Linked DNA regions of Zea mays: region 1 is linked to region 2. The links are chromatin contacts, called in public Hi-C maps. All regions are on one chromosome and are shown on one strand. The core of a region is the stretch at or near the end of the contact, and the rest is flanking DNA. Distances in the headings are between cores, read along the strand shown.

Region 1 (4,599 bases), core at 1,943-4,442, 170 kb after region 2:
GCATGTCACGTCAGTGGAGAATCCGATGACAATCCGCCTCGGCTGCCTCGTACGGGAACCGTCGCACGCACGAACGCTACAGCTAGGCCTAGCTAGTAGCTGGCCTGTGGCCTCAGCCATTCGTACGTGCACGCGTGCTGCAACAGCAGCCTCGCTAGTCGCTCCATGCCAGCTACTAGTACGTGCCGCCCGCCGCCCCGACCGCGCACCGGCTTTTCTGGCACCAGTGGAACGTACAGTACGTACTACCGGCGGTGATGGCGCCCGTGCCGTGCGAGACGCGGGCACAGGCGCACAGCTCCTCCTCCTCCTCCTTCGGCCCATACCGCCACAGTACACGCGTGATCATGGTCAGGGAGAAGGATACTACTAGTAGACAACTGGGATTAAAGACCATAACGAGATGGGAGTAGTAGTGTCCTAGGATTAACCAAAATAGGTATCACCATTCACCAACCTGTGCCCAACTGAAAACTTCCTGGACGATATTTTCGCTATAGACGACAAACAAGGACAGGACTCGGATATTCAATAAATAATGCTTCCAATGTCCCAACCTTATGTGCAAAAAATACGTTAAAACTCATAATAAACTGTATCCATATTTATACTCCTATCTAAATATGCCTGTTATAGAAGCATACTAGAACATAGGGTTTATATTTATTTATATATAACTAGTAAAACATAAAAAAAAATCGTATGTTAAAAAAAAGAATATGTACAACCGTTACTAAAACTAGGGATGCAAGGTATATTATTTGTCCGTATTCGAATTTGATCTATCAAAAGGGGCTAAGTGTCCGTGTTTCGAACTTATCTCTGGCAAATAAATTTGTGTGTGCGTTCCGAGCTCAAGACCTGTGTGTGTGGTGGGCGCAAGATTTATATTGGTTCGGTCAGAACGTCTCTGCATCCAGTATTCGAGGCTTGCGCTACCGGCACCATTGCTGATCGATGCTCGTAGTAGGGGTTACAAGCGAGCGAGAGAGAGGGATGAGAGGCTCCCAAATCTCTTGTGGTGGAGGGAGGTGGAACTAAGGGCTACAGAGTGGCGGCGGGGCTCCCGCCTTTGGATCCTCGTCTGTGCGTCCTCCTTCCTCCCGTCCGTCCGTCCGTCGTTTTTGCGTCTGGTTGTCCGTCTCCTTGGGCCTCCCCTCGTATGGGAACTGACCTCCTCCTTCAGTAGGAAAGGAGGGGTCGGCTAGTGGTGGCTTCTTAAAGAAGGAGTCATCGAGCATTCTACCCTGGTGAAGCCGTATGTGCCCGTGGGCCTTGAGGTCGCCTGGTCGTCTTATATTCTATATAGCTGACGACATAGATAGCATGAGACTCAAGCACCATCATTTGAGCTACGCGGACCCCTGGCCTTCATAACTTGGAGCTCGACGTGGCTTGTCGTGTTGTGCCTTACAGGTAGTATGTGTACTCAGGCCTAGTCCGGATAGGCTATGAGTGTGTCGCAGACTAGGAGGCACGAGGGCCAAAAATGCGTCGCAGACCGAGGAGGTTGTAGGTTATGAGTGCGCTGCAGCTCGAGAGGCTCGTAGGCTAGGAGTGTGAGGCGAATCGGCGCCTCTGCCGTGGCTCAGAGAGGCGTAGTTAATGTGATCGATCACTTATGGCGGATTAGTCTGGAGCCGGACGTGGAATCCACTTGAGTGGTTTCCCTTCGGTACGCCTGACCCCCTTGTCTAGTTTCGTCATGCCTGACCCCAGGCTCAATGCCGCATACAGAGGCGGTTTCCTTCAACGGTGTAGACATCTTCTTTCTCCTCCAGCTGACCAACGGACCGCAATAGGCACATACCTTTTCACAACGTGTTCGTTGAAAGATATGCCCCATGGAACGGAGATCTTATCACCGACATTAAAAGCTTGTTTGGGAGTATTGGTAATAGGGAGGATCGATAAGGTCTCTACCTATAAACCAAACAGATCGATCTGTATCCGATTTGGTCTATTCAGGATCCAAAAATTATATATTTAAATTTTGGGAATCGATAAGGTCCAAAAGTTTCTTCAAAATAATCTAGAAACCTTAATTATGTGGTGTTTGTTTAGGACTATAATGTGTACTCGTTGTGTTTGTTTAAGACTATAATATGTACTCGTTGTATAATCTAACTTATTTTAAATTTAATGTTAGTTCAAAATAAATTATATTATATAATCTAGATAGATTATAATCTTAAACAAACGCCGCTAATTTAATTCTAGTTTAAAAATGAAATGTATAGCCGCAGAATATGCAAATTCCACTCCCAATATCTGGGCAGTTGCATATTCCACCAAGAAACCCGACATGAACATTTCGACCTCCAACGTGTTGATCACATGCCCAGCTTGGGTGAACTGCGAATTGCAATCCCGTAGCACACAATGCCTGCCTAAAATGTCAAATCAACACACGAGTTTTGGTGCTGACGTGCTCGGATGGAAATTGCCGCCGTTGTTCAGGCACAGAACCAAGCACGTCTGCCCGGCCCGGGAGACAGAGACAGTGTGCGCGATCAATGGAGTTGGACCAACGCCGACATGCACACACCATCGCATCTACCAGTCGACTAGCTACCTCGCCTACTACACATCCTCCCGCGCGCTCTTGTACCAAGACACTACCGTCGGCAGAGAGCAAGAACAGCGCAACAGAAAAGCACCGCCACCGGCTCGGTTCACCAGATGCTCCAAATGTCGTGGTCGAACGCAGCCGCCTCGGCCTCGGCCTCGCAGGAGCGGGCGCCGGCGCCGGCGCACCGGAAGTCCTCCTCCACGAAGGGGAACCAGCCGAGCAGCTTGTCCTCGTCGACGCCCCACGTCCACCAGGCCGCCGCCGCGCTCAGCCCGGCGTCGAGGTCCCAGCAGTCCACGGCGCGCGCGTCCGGCACGGCCGGCGCCGTCTCCGGCCCGGGCGAAGAAGGCGCGGCATTTGCCGCGGCGGGCCTCGCCCTGGCGCCTGCCTTGGGCTGCCTCGGCTGCTTGGCCCGGCGCTGCTGCGGCTTGGGGTTTGGGTTTGGGTTGGCCGCGGCGGCGGCGGAGGGGTCCTGCGGCTCCTCCGCCTTGGACTGCTGCGCTCTGGTTCGCTTCATGGCTGGCTGGGGCTGGGCTGCCTGGCGGTGTTTTGCCCCGGCCTCCGAGGCGGGCGGGGACGGGGTAGGGTCCGTGCGTGTGATGAGAGTGTGTCGTGGCCTCGTGCGGTGTGATGAGTGGAGCTCCGAGGCGTTTGGGCGCGCGGCCTTTTGTAGGAGTGGAAGGCGGGGGGTGGGTTCGCGACAGGCTTGGGCTCCGCAGGAGCAGGAGCGGAGCGCGGCGCGTCAAGTGCGCGCGGCCTGGTGAGTTCTGAGGTGTGTGACTCGTGACCTGCCCCAGTGGTCGAGGCCAGGCCAGCGGCCGCAGTCGCCTGCGCGGCCGGCCGGTCGGCGCGACCAGTTTCATTTCACGTGCAGCGCACCTAGGCTTGGCCGACGGGGCGAGTCGCGGAACGTGATGGAAACTGGTGTGGATGGACGTGACTGCTAAAACTGGTTGTCACGCATCGCTGTCGTCGCGGAGTAAAGTTTAACGGCAGATTTTTTTTCCCCTAGTACATTATGTACGAGGCACCTCACGTTCCATTTTCTTGCGCCGCGCGCGCCATTTATTTGCAAGAGCGACCGCCGTGTCGCCTCCATGGCCACCAGTGGCCGGGCGGAATCCGGCGCGTCTCGTTTCCACGGCGCAGCAGCAGCTTCTGATGGCAGCACGTCACGTTCGGGTAGCTCACGGGCCGAGCGTGGAACATGGGGCCGCGCGTGCTCCTGCCTGCGATCACGTGGAAACGCCGGCGGCTTGGGGAAGGTGGGCGTGTGGGATCGCACGCCGACATCGTGAACCGCTCGTTAACAAGTATACGTACGTACTAGAAGTCTAGAAGAAGCGCGCCGGCTCGTAAACAAGGTCGGCTCAGGATAAGATACTACGTGGGAGCATCGGAGGCTGGAGCTGTAATCCCAGCACGTGTGACGGTGTGAGCTGAGCACGTACTCAATGGCTGCATGCAAGTGTCTCAGCACATGGAGTACGATACGAGTGAAGAATGTTACAAAATAACATATTACAAAGTTATATGTGATATAGTGACCAATTCAAGGGGCTCGACGAACACATCCCCAAGGAATACATCCCTTGGGGATGACCCCTGTCACATGTATATAAGGACTACTCTCTCTGCAATAAACAACAGTTCTGTCATTTGTCTCTCTCTCAGTCTCTTTACCACTGAGTATACTTCAACACGTTATCAGCACGTGCTTGTCGGGGACCATAATTAGGGGTACCCCCAAGACTCCTAAATCTCAGCTGGTAACCCCCATCAGCACTAAGCTGCAAAGGCCTGATGGGTGCGATTAAGCCAAGGCTCGGTCCACTCAAGGGACACGACCTCGCCTCGCCCGAGCCCAGCCTCGGGCAAAGGCAGCCGACCCCGGAAGGTTCACGTCTCGCCCGAGGCCCAGTCTTCGCCAAGAAGCAACCTTGGCCAGATCGCCACACCGACCGACCAAATCGCAGGAGCATTTAATGCAAGGATGACCTCACATCCTATCCTGTCATGCGCCCTTC
Region 2 (4,967 bases), core at 957-3,456:
CCGGAAGCTGGTGTAGCTCCAGTTCAGGGCCTCCCACGTCAGGCACACCTGCGCCACGTACGCGCGCTCCAGCTCCGGGTACGGGTCCCGCAGCCCGATAGCGGCGCTCGGCGTCGGCGGCTTGGGCGTCGTCAGCCTGTGCACGATCCGCTCCGACATCGACCGCGGCTGGTACTTGATGGACCGGAACGACTCTGCACGCAGGAACAGAAATTAAATCAGTTTTTTGCTAACTTTTGTTTCTATAGATTGGATGGAGGAGGGGAAAAAAAAAGGGGGAACTGTTTGCCTACGTGCCTGTTTCGGTGAGCTTCTGGGCGCCGACGCGGTGGAAGTAGACCATGTCCTCGTCGTACTTGCGGAACAGCGTGTACGACTCCCAGCGCGCCGAGCTCCGGCGCGACGAGGACGAGAAGGGGTACTCCGTCTCCGAGTCCTTGGTCAGCGTCGAGCTCTGCCACTCCACCGAGCTCTTGGACGTGGACTCGCTCGTCAGCGTCGACGACGCGCCGAAGCGGCTGCTGTCCCCGCCGTTCCTGTCCTTGCCGCTCTCGTCCTGCAGCCGCCCGTGCGCTCCTCCTCCGGCCACCACGCCTTCCAGCAGGAGCTTCCTGGTGTCGGCGAGCGCGCGGCTGTTGACGAACAGCCTGACGTCATGGCAGCCTTGAGGAAACCTCCCCCCCTGCGGCGGGGGCGCAGCCTCCTCTTCGTGCTCGGCACGGTCGGCGTCGGCGTCGCGACGGCCGTCTTCTCCTCCGTCGCTTTCCTGCTGCTTGTTCCCTGAAACCAGGTGACGATGAGTCGATCACGACATGCAATGCGTCAGATCAGTATGAAACGGATGACGATCAGAATAATAAGAAGCGGGGAGAGTATCCAGCTAGGAGATTTGCCTAATTCGATGGAGACATGCTCCGGTGGTACGGCGACGACGACCGGAGCAGCAGGGGCACTCCGCTGTTCCGGTTCCAGGACGACCGTCGTCGTCGGGGCATGCTGGACGGCGACGATGCCCTTGGCCTCTTCCTCTTCCTGCGCTCGCTGCATACGCTCCGCATCGATGCTGCTGGGGCTGGGGCTCTCGGTGCGCGGCGAGATGCGGGCAGATTCCTCCGCGGGAAAGGTGCTCGTGCTCTCCACCTGCTGCAAGCAACGTGTAGAAGCGGCAGCGTACAGGTGGTGATCCTTTCCTTCGTCGCCAAGCATCAGCAGGGCAGCGCTGTCCTCGAACACGGCCTCGTCGAACCAGAACAGCGCGTCCGGTTGCTGCCCTTCGACGGTATCCGCGGCGGCGTACTCTTCGTCATCGGTGGCCGTGGCTTCCGCGCGGCGGCGGCGGTGGTCGCAGCGGCGGCCATCATACCAACCACTACTGTGCACGCGGACGCGGCCATACACACAGAAACAAGGCAAAGTGTGAGCGTGGCGACTGGCGACCACACGTACGTACGGTACGCATGCATGTCGAAGATCTGTGAAGAGTGGCACGCGGTAGTGCGTGCATGCAGATGCAGGTGCTGCAGCCAGAGGCCAGAGCCAGTTTACCTTGCCCGGTCCTCGGCGGCGGCCCTGCGGTGGTGCAGGCGGGCGAAGAGCTTGGCGAGGAGGACGAGCAGGAGGTAGCCGACGAGCAGGAGGAGGTTGAGCGACGCGAGGGCGCGGAAGAGGAGCGGCGGCGGCGCCGGCGGCATCACTGCGTCATCTGCAGACTCCACGCCGGCCGGGGCGGTAGCGGCACCGAGCCGCTGCAGGTGCAGGGCGCCGGCGCCGACGCCGAAGCCATGAGGAGAAGCCTGCGCGCCAAGCACTTGCTGCAGCACCGCCACGCGGGAACACCAGCTGCTGCCGCTCGCATTGCGCATGCGCATCTACCGAGCACCGAGACCGAGAGAGTGTGGTTCTTCTCGACTCTCGAGGAGAGGCGCCCTGTCAGAGAGGAAGCTCCCTGGTTCTTGTGGCTGGACGAAGAGACGGACCGGTCGATCGAACCGCCGATGATGGTGCACCCCCAGACAGACACGGCGACCAGACCAGCCGCGCCGCCTGCTTTGTTCGTTCGAGAGAAAGTGGCTAGCAAATGGTTTGCGGAGGGAGACACACACAAAGCTTATAAGGGCTTCCGTAAACTAAAGCCTGAGGATGGCGTGGCGCATGCATGGGGCCCAACAACGTGATATAAAGGCGAGAAAATGACGTGAGGAAAGCTAGCCCGGAAGCAAGCGATCTTCTTAGTACAAATCGAGATCGGTGAACTATATTTTTTTTGGGTTTGGGGGGAGGGGGGGTCAGAAACGGCCGGTAAACTGTTTTGGTGAGAGCCCAGCAGACAGGCCCTGCATGAAGTGACTTGCGTTATGAGGTAAGCCCATATGCGATATGCCGATATGCGTTTCATCAGGTGGGGTTTTGGTATAATGTGATCATGATCGATATCTGTGCGCGCACTTTGTTGATTATTACCAGCATCATCTTCTTCTTCTTTCCTATATGTACGTACGTGTATAACCTGTTCTTGATGCCAAGCAAATACGAATCAACATCAAGGTGATTATTTGCACCATTACTAAAAAATTTATTTTAGCAGACAAGAAAACCTAGCTTCTGATCGATCAATAAAAACGGACACATTTAGAGACCATCTTCGTAAATGGTGAGATAGCCTCCAAGCAAATATCCGCTTTTGAGGAACATTATTTACGCATACAGAGACGTTCTAAAACGGCAACGGCCTAACAAAGACGACCACCCTTAATTAGAACGTCCGTCTCTATAAATCGATTTTCAGAGGTGAGCATTCTTAAAATGTTCAACTTTGAAAAGAGTTATTAACCAAGGCGGGTATTCTAATCATATGCATATATCTAAAAAAAATAACTAAAAGAGGCAGACATCACAATATATATGTCTTTCTTTTGAAATAGATGTATCAGAAAAAATTTATAATTTTCTCATATGAAATCAAATAAAAAATTGTATCAAAATTATATCTTCCGATGATATCTAAAACTTTATAGTTGCTAGGTTTTTTTTATTTAAACTACTTAGAGTCTCAGAATATCATTTTAGTTCCACGGGTTATAAAATTTTAAAAATCCAAACAACATCACATGTTAGCATGATCTATATCAGGTTATAGTTCTCAATACAATGTACAACTTTGTAGTATAAAAGTTCTTTTTACTTGAAGTTATTTAGAGTTGTAATATATGTTCTAAACTTATAAATTTTTAATTCACGATTTAGAATTTGTAGATGACTTTGAATGCTCACATAGTGAATACCAGAGTTAGTTGTAGTGGCTCACCTCGATAAGTTTTTGAATTAAAGGCCTTTAGTGTCTCAAATATTTTTCAAAGTCACATATTTAGATATTTTTCAAATTTATTCATGTAGATACACATTCTATACCAATGCTTGACAAAACTTAAAACTTTATTGTTAATTTTTCAAGCATTTGAGTTCCTATAGTATCCAAAATATCCAATATAAGATTACAAAATATTTATAAAAAATAGAATCAAATATATGCTCACAGTTGAGTGTATGGTGTAGTGGTAAGGAGTTGTTATTGCTAAGTAATAGGTTAGTTGTCTTCCAGAGACCATCATGCCAACCACCTCTACAAAAGATGATGAATAGTAACCATTGGTTAGATATAGATGACTTGCTTGTTTCTATAAATAAAAGATCATCTCTAAAAATCATTTTTGTACTAATAAAGATAAAGTAACACCTAACAAGTTTAAGGCGATGACATGGCACAAGGCAAGGTCCTCTTAGGGTTGTACTAATGATATATATAAATGTATAGGGGAATGATTTATATGGTGGGTAATAACACTGTCGATACTGGGGTCACATCTCAAAGTCTATACATGGAAGTTAACAATACTGCTGTTGGGGGCCTTCGTCCTCCGAAGGTCCTTAAAAAACGTAATTTAATAATGTCTTCCAAGTATGGTTTATGAGCAGGTACCTTCAGATTCATGATAAAAGCATGCATGATGAGAAGAGCATGATCGTGACGAAGGTTGTCGTTGCTCCGAAGCTGCGCGCAAGGGAGCTTCGGCTCATTCGTGGGAAAAGGAACCGACTTAAAGGAGAAAAGGCTATTTAGTCCTCATAGATTTGTTTATAAGTCAATAATAAATGTAAAGGGCATGAATATAATTTCTTACAGGCTGCGTCCTGTGCCTATAAATACATGAACAGTACCCCCGTACTGTTCACGCTGACCGGTATTTGCTCGTGCGTCATTCTTGTACTTTTATCTTCTGTCAAGCCGAAGGTACCTTTGTAATTCTATATCATTCCCATTTCTCTATAATAATAAAGTGGGAATGAATTGATTATGTCATATAATTGTTCATGTTATCTCTTATAATTTCATATGTTTCCCCTTTTATTAACATATGTTGTGATAATGAAGGTATGTCCTTCATGACCTTCGTCTGAAGATCATTATATCCTAAAGAAAATAATGTTTCAAAAGACGAAGGGCAATAACATTTAATATCTCTGTGTTGCCTTGTTCTTGACTCATAGCATTTGAGAACAAGTCCCCAACAACTACCAAAATTATGGGGCAAAATCTAAAGCCCAACAGAATCAAAGGCGCATAATGACCCTTTCCTACTATATATAACATTATGTCCTTAACATATATAACGTTATATATCTAACATCTCCTCAATCTAAACTGTATGAAATTAAGTTCAGATTGTGTAAAGGAGCGTCGACGACGGACAGATCATGTTTCTTTGATATAATAAGTTTCGCATAAATTCACACCATGTGCGCCTTTGTGGATGAGGCAAATTTCTTCTAGAGGGAGTCCTAGACCTCCTTAGAAGACGTGTCACAAGCAATCTCATAAAGGGATTCCTTGTTCATTGATGAGAAAAGGCCACTCAACTGTTGTTGCTCTTTGTAGTCCTGTTTTCTTCGTTTCGTTATGTTTCTTTGTT

Evidence for each region. Hi-C and Micro-C count contacts between places; a contact is called where the count stands out from the background.
Region 1: a Hi-C map of leaf shows a contact between it and region 2, with 4 times the contacts expected there. The contact joins the promoter of LOC107546754 here to the promoter of LOC103634786 in region 2. A contact is called at or near these places in 2 of 25 Hi-C or Micro-C datasets (endosperm and leaf).

Annotation. Positions count from the first base shown.
Region 1 is chr8:12,258,660-12,263,258 of Zm-B73-REFERENCE-NAM-5.0, forward strand. It overlaps LOC107546754, which reads right to left and starts at 3,193. Exons shown (of 1, transcript NM_001322459.1): 1 at 2,347-3,193. The coding sequence starts at 3,089. The coding sequence ends at 2,676.
Region 2 is chr8:12,086,282-12,091,248 of Zm-B73-REFERENCE-NAM-5.0, forward strand. It overlaps LOC103634786, which reads right to left and starts at 2,207. Exons shown (of 6, transcript XM_008657379.4): 1 at 1,546-2,207; 2 at 894-1,372; 3 at 298-780; 4 at 1-194. The coding sequence starts at 1,868.